2 separate regions of the Columba livia genome follow, and region 1 is linked to region 2. The links are chromatin contacts, called in public Hi-C maps. All regions are on one chromosome and are shown on one strand. Each heading gives the region's core, a stretch centred on a gene start, on an enhancer-like site or on the middle of the called end of the contact. The rest is flanking DNA. Distances are from core to core; before and after follow the strand shown.

What was found. Hi-C and Micro-C count contacts between places; a contact is called where the count stands out from the background.
Region 1: a contact with region 2 is called in a Hi-C map of liver, with 2.2 times the contacts expected there. The contact joins two enhancer-like sites. A contact is called at or near these places in 2 of 2 Hi-C or Micro-C datasets (crop and liver).

The regions. Positions count from the first base shown.
Region 1 is chr3:90,848,641-90,851,340 of bColLiv1.pat.W.v2, reverse strand. All of the region lies in intron 7 of RBKS (ribokinase), which reads left to right. Among named protein-coding and RNA genes, the nearest start is that of MRPL33, 21 kb to the right of the region's middle. Within about 2 kb of position 1,425, at least 1 of the 3 cell types and tissues checked has an H3K27ac peak away from gene starts, as active enhancers do.
Region 2 is chr3:90,781,794-90,784,617 of bColLiv1.pat.W.v2, reverse strand. LOC110359766 (a long non-coding RNA gene) reads right to left here. Exons shown (of 3, transcript XR_010471551.1): 1 at 2,659-2,824; 2 at 1-1,555. Among named protein-coding and RNA genes, the nearest start is that of TRNASTOP-UCA, 19 kb to the left of the region's middle. Within about 2 kb of position 1,312, at least 1 of the 3 cell types and tissues checked has an H3K27ac peak away from gene starts, as active enhancers do.

The sequences.
Region 1 (2,700 bases), core at 176-2,675, 67 kb before region 2:
GCAGCAGTCTACCTGTCTGGCTGTGCTTTTTGGGTAGAGAGAGTGCACAACCTGCTGAGGGAAGCTATGGAAATGACAGGTTGAGGTGCCGTGCTTATAAACAGGAAATTAATTTTTGAGACATGATAAAATTCAAAATTTGATCTACTCGGTTATGCCTGAAATTTGACACGAGTGTATGATTTATTCTGTATAGTCCTTCTCTGTGCGACATTCTCAGAGACAGATGATACATACTATTTGTCATAATCATAAATGTTACCATTATTTTTCCATGTCAGTTCTGCAAAATGAAGGCTCATTGCTACAATATGAATTTGTCATCAGATGTTTTGTGTTCAAATCCTATGAACTCCCTCTGATTTCTTATTACGATATATTAGATCTGGTTCTTTTACTGTGGGAGAGAATTTAAAAGGCTGTCTTTAAGCAGTAGAGCACTCACTGAGCAGCTTTGTATTGAACTCTGAAGATGTTACACAATCTTTATTTTAATAAAGCCTCGTATAAGTGTATAGCTACATAATTTTAGATATGTCACAATATTCAGGCCTGTGCAGTAATTGTGGTCTAAAGAAGGCAGTGTGGTTTAGCAATTTGAACAAAGGACTGAGTAAGAGTTCCAGGGCTCTGCAAAAGACTTGCTGTAAATCCTTGGGAGGGTTACTTGTCTTCTTTGTATCCCAATTTGTCCATCCATGAATTGGAGCTGCTATTAATGCATTGCATATAAACCATGAGAAGTCTGTTAGAGGTCAGAACAGAACCTGGGAGGCCTTTTTCCCAGGCTTGTCATCTAACCTCAGGCCAGTTGTGCTTCTTTGGGGGCTTTGCAAACTCATTGAAGTTCTTCTGCTTGAAGTTGAGAGGTCTTGTCTGTAAAAATATGGTTTACACTAAAAGTCTCTGACTTAGCTGTATCTTCTGGTTTGGAGGAAGCCTGAGCCAGAGGAGTGAAGTGGACGCTGAAATAAAGCCTTATAATATAAATAAATCCAAAACAGTCCTCCTAATAACAGCAATTCTTTGTCTCCTGACTTTGTGGCCTAACGTCTGAGGCTCAAGGGGATATAAATACAACACTCTGTGCAATGACTAATTACTCAAAATTCTGTGCATCAGCAGAAGTGGGACTTGTGGTTGACTCTAATATTATCAAATGCCTTTGCTATTTAATAATCTTGTAGCCGTACATTATTTAGCATGCCGTTTGCACAAAGAACAGTGATTTTATTTCAGCTATCTCTCAACAAAGTAAAAATGCAGCTGGTAGTAAATGAAGCATTTGGCAGACAATGTGTCTGATGTACAGTTCTCTAACTTGCTAAGAAGAGAAAAATGTTGTTGAGTGTTTAACCTTTTCCTACCCCAGGATGCAGCAAGAAGGACTAAAGTGACCACAGAGGGCAAGGTCTTCTCTTTTTCTTTTTTTCTTTTTCTTTCTCTTTTTCTTTTTCTTTTTCTTTTTCTTTTTCTTTTCCTTTTTCTTTTTCTTTTTCTTTTTCTTTTTCTTTTTCTTTTTCTTTTTCTTTTTCTTTTTCTTTTTCTTTTTCTTTTTCTTTTTCTTTTTCTTTTTCTTCCTTTTCCTTTTCTTTTTCCCTCTTCTTATTTCTGTTTTCTCTTTCTTTTCTTTTTCCTTTTTCCTCTTTCCTTTTCCTTTTTTCATTTTCTTTTTTTTTTGTTTTCTTTCTCTATTTTCTATTTTCTTTCTCTATATTTCTCTCTATATAGATTTATCTTTCTCTATACATATTTTATCTATTTCTCTCTATTTTCTTTTTTTCTCTCATCTTCTCTTTTTCAAGGAAAGAGAAAAAGTTACTATCGGACAAACAGCTTATCTATCAGCAGGGTTTATTCACACACCAACACAGAAGAATTATGCCCAGAGCTCCCATTAACATCCCACAAACCGACAGCATAATAGCTTCCTTTCTTTGACACGCAACCAAAATAGGTTAATAAATAAGTTTAGTTCCAGTCATAGCCCACTTTCTGACTTAGGCTTCTGCATTCCCTCTTTTACAAATATGGAATCCATTGAATTTTGGAACAGAAAAACAATGAGGAATAAGTTAATCTGCCCAACACTCCAATCAGCAATCTGCACTGTAAATCTATTTAAAGCTGCATCTATTATTTTGTGAAGTTCAGCTGAACTGTGAAAGGGCACATGACTGAAATCACTGCATTTGAGTTGACTCACAGTTAAGTGTAGATGGGAATTGCTGGGCTCATCACAAGTTGCTGCTTCTGATTCAGACCTTCTGAAGACCCTTCAGTTTTTGGAGGCTGGTGAGTGGCCGGAGGGCACACAGGTATCCAGCGAGGAGAGGAACTGCAAGAGTTGCGTCCCTCTGCATTGACAGCCAACTGAGAAAAGCTGCTGCAAACTGGATGTGCCTTCTTCACTCTTTGAGAGCAGAAAGATGTATTATCCCCATTATACAGATAGGAACAACGGAACAAAAATGTTACCATTTAGGTGCTCTGAAGCACTGGATAAAAATGTTCTGCTCCAGGTTACACAGGGAGTTGGGGTGATGTAGCCAAAAATGAAGCATAGGCATATATTGTCCCATGCTACTCTCTTAACTTCTAGACGACATTGTCATGGAAGGAAACACTGTTTATCTGCCCAGTAACTCTCTATTTTAATCTGTACGAACAAACAATGTAAACAAAATGAGCAAACAGAAG
Region 2 (2,824 bases), core at 63-2,562:
AATCTGCACACCTGCTGGCGGGTCACCACAAAGTGACCAAGTTAGTGACTAGAGTGGGTTTCATATGGACCAGGTTGGCCAGCTTGGCTGTGTCCTGTAGCTTGGAGAACACAGATTCACCTAGCTTTTAAAAATTATTTTATTTTATTTTATTTTATTTTATTTTATTTTATTTTATTTTATTATTTCTCCCCTCTCTAGTAGCTTATGCTTTCAAAATAGGTCATCACCCCTTTTCAGTATGGGAGCAGAAGCAGTCGCAAGTGGCGAAGCAGAAGTCGGGAATGACTGTGATTAAGTACTTTTCCTGGAAAAATCCCTTTCTGCCATAGGTGGCCTGAAGGCACTGGTACATTAGGGCTGCAGTGTTTCCAGTAACCCAGCAGGATTTGGTGGGTGGAGGAAGGGAAGGAACTCAGCAAGCCGTGACAATGGGAAAATCTTGGCAGGGACTTGCACACGTGGTCTTGCAACCGGCCTGGATGTCCCAACAGTTACAAGAAGGGATTGCACCGAAGTGAGGGAAGCTCAGAAAAGTGTGTGTGAAGGCAACCATGAACCCAAATCCTGGATCGGTGTGTTTGGCTGAGGCCTCGGGGTAAAGCAGGGAGGCAGCTGAGGCCATGGTCCCCTGAGGCTCAATGCCGCCGGGCAGTGTAGTGACGGGAAATCTGGAGATACCCCTTCCCCGAGGGAGAAGGGGACCGAGACGTTTTTGGTGGCTGCATGCTCTCCAACGGGCACCAGTGCTGCTGTGGTCGAGCTCGGGGTTCCTCCAGGTGGCCCTGTTAGGAGGTGGCGATACCAGGCAGGGTGTCGGGGCTGCAGGGCTCCAGAGCGCCCTGCGGACACCCGGGTGCCGCTGGGCAGCCGCCTCTGCCCCGGGCCGCCTCAGGGCACGGCCTCACCCCTCTCGCCCGGCCGAGCCGCGCCAGCCCGACGCCGCGTCGGCCCGCCGCCAGGCGAGGCGGCTGCTCCCCGAAGGGGTGCGGGGTGCCCGGCGGCGGCCGGCGGGCCCCGGGGCGGGCAGAGGCCGGGACGGGAGGCCGCGCCCCGCCGGCCGTTAGGGCCGTTGCGCGGGCCCGGCCGGCCGTTGGTGTACGCGCCGCTGCTGCCCCCTGCCGGGTGCGGGCGGCGTCGCCTCAGGAGCCCGGCCGAGGAGCCCCGCTGAGGGAACGGGCCGCTGCGAGGGCGGGAGGGCGGCTCTCGGAGCGCGGGGACGAGGGACAGCGGGATACAGGCCCCGGGAGGTGGTTTTTTAAAATGATTAATATAAATATATATATATATATATTTATTTGGTTCTTTTAGGCGGGAAAGTGTCTTCCTGCCCGGGTTAAGGGACGAGCGGGTCTTCCCTCACCGGCCGTTGGCACAGAGCTGCTGTCAGTGTGGGCTGCGCTCCTTTCTTGGCCCCTTGGCTCCCTCGGGCCTCCTGGCAGCCCTGGCAGGACACGGCCGGGCTGAGCCCCGCTGGGGAGCGGTTTGCAGATGCTTTCGGTTAGAGTGCCTTCCCTGGCCGTGCATATGTGTGACTGCACCCCTGCAGCAGTTCCTGCAGAGTGATCCAGGAGTGGGTCATTTCCTTTTGAGTCAGTGGCATCAATCACAGAGCATATTGCTCTGGCTTTTGGCTCAGGTCTTCAGATGTGAAGACATAAGCTCCTGCTCACACACGGGCCATGGGCAGCTTGGAGACAAGCCTAGGGCTGTGGTTTTGTGGGCCTCTTAGCATCCGTCAGGCACTAACTGCAGCTGTCAGGGCACTGTTCCCCAGCCTTCTCACCAGCCATTATATATCCCCTCCTGATTTAAAAGTGTCAGCCTGGCTCGTGGGCCAGGCAAGTCAGCGTCAGGGTCCTGCCGAGCAAGCTTGTTGAGCTCAGACTGCCCTGCTAGCATGGAAGATCTGCTGAACAGAGCGACAGTCTTCTGTGGGTGTCCCAGCATTACATGCCATGCAGAGTCAGGTCTTTAGGCAGCAAGTTTTATCTCATGCTGATTCAGATGCCTCTGGTACAGTGAACCATAACTTAAATCCAGACATTGTCCAGACTGTTTAGAGGCTGTCCCTTGCACCCACGATGTACACACTGTATTGTTTTATATGAACAACTACACAATAGAATTTTTATGGACAAGTTTATGTGAACAAAAGTTTTGTGTTTGGGTTTTTTTGGTTTTTTGTTTTTTGTTTTTTTTTTACAGCTTGAGATTTTGACTTTGTAGCTGAGGGTCTCCTGTAAAATTTAAGACCAGCTACTGCTGCTCATGTTCCACTGCTGAAGCAAGATGGCTGAATGGACAGAGGATGCTATCCAACCCATAGATAAAGAGGATGCTATCCTACCCATAGGTGAAGAGGAGACGTCTGAAGGCTAAAACTGTAAATAAATACCCTACGCTTCCACGTAACATGCCTGGAGTAGTTACAGGGAAAACCAGCTATTACTACCAGAGGAAATCAAAGTGTACTTTGTAATTTGGGACACACTTAAGGTCCTGTATGTGCTGCAGGAATGGGCCTACAATTGCTGTGCCAGTCCCATCATCCCCATGTGTCTTTTTTGCCTCTGCAAAATGACATTGTGTGACTGATGTCAGACAGACAGGACAGAGCAATGGCTCCCAGCTCTGAAGACCTGCGGTGTCGCTTACCATGAGGAGCAGGTGGTTCAGGCTCCCTTTCTTCAAGGTGGACACGAGGTTGTCAGTCACAGGAGAGTCCTGGGCTTTACACTGTTCCTTGGGTCTGCCAGATCATGTACAGGACAGACATGAGAGTGTTAGTGATTCACAGCTGATCTCAAAGGCAATCTCCAGG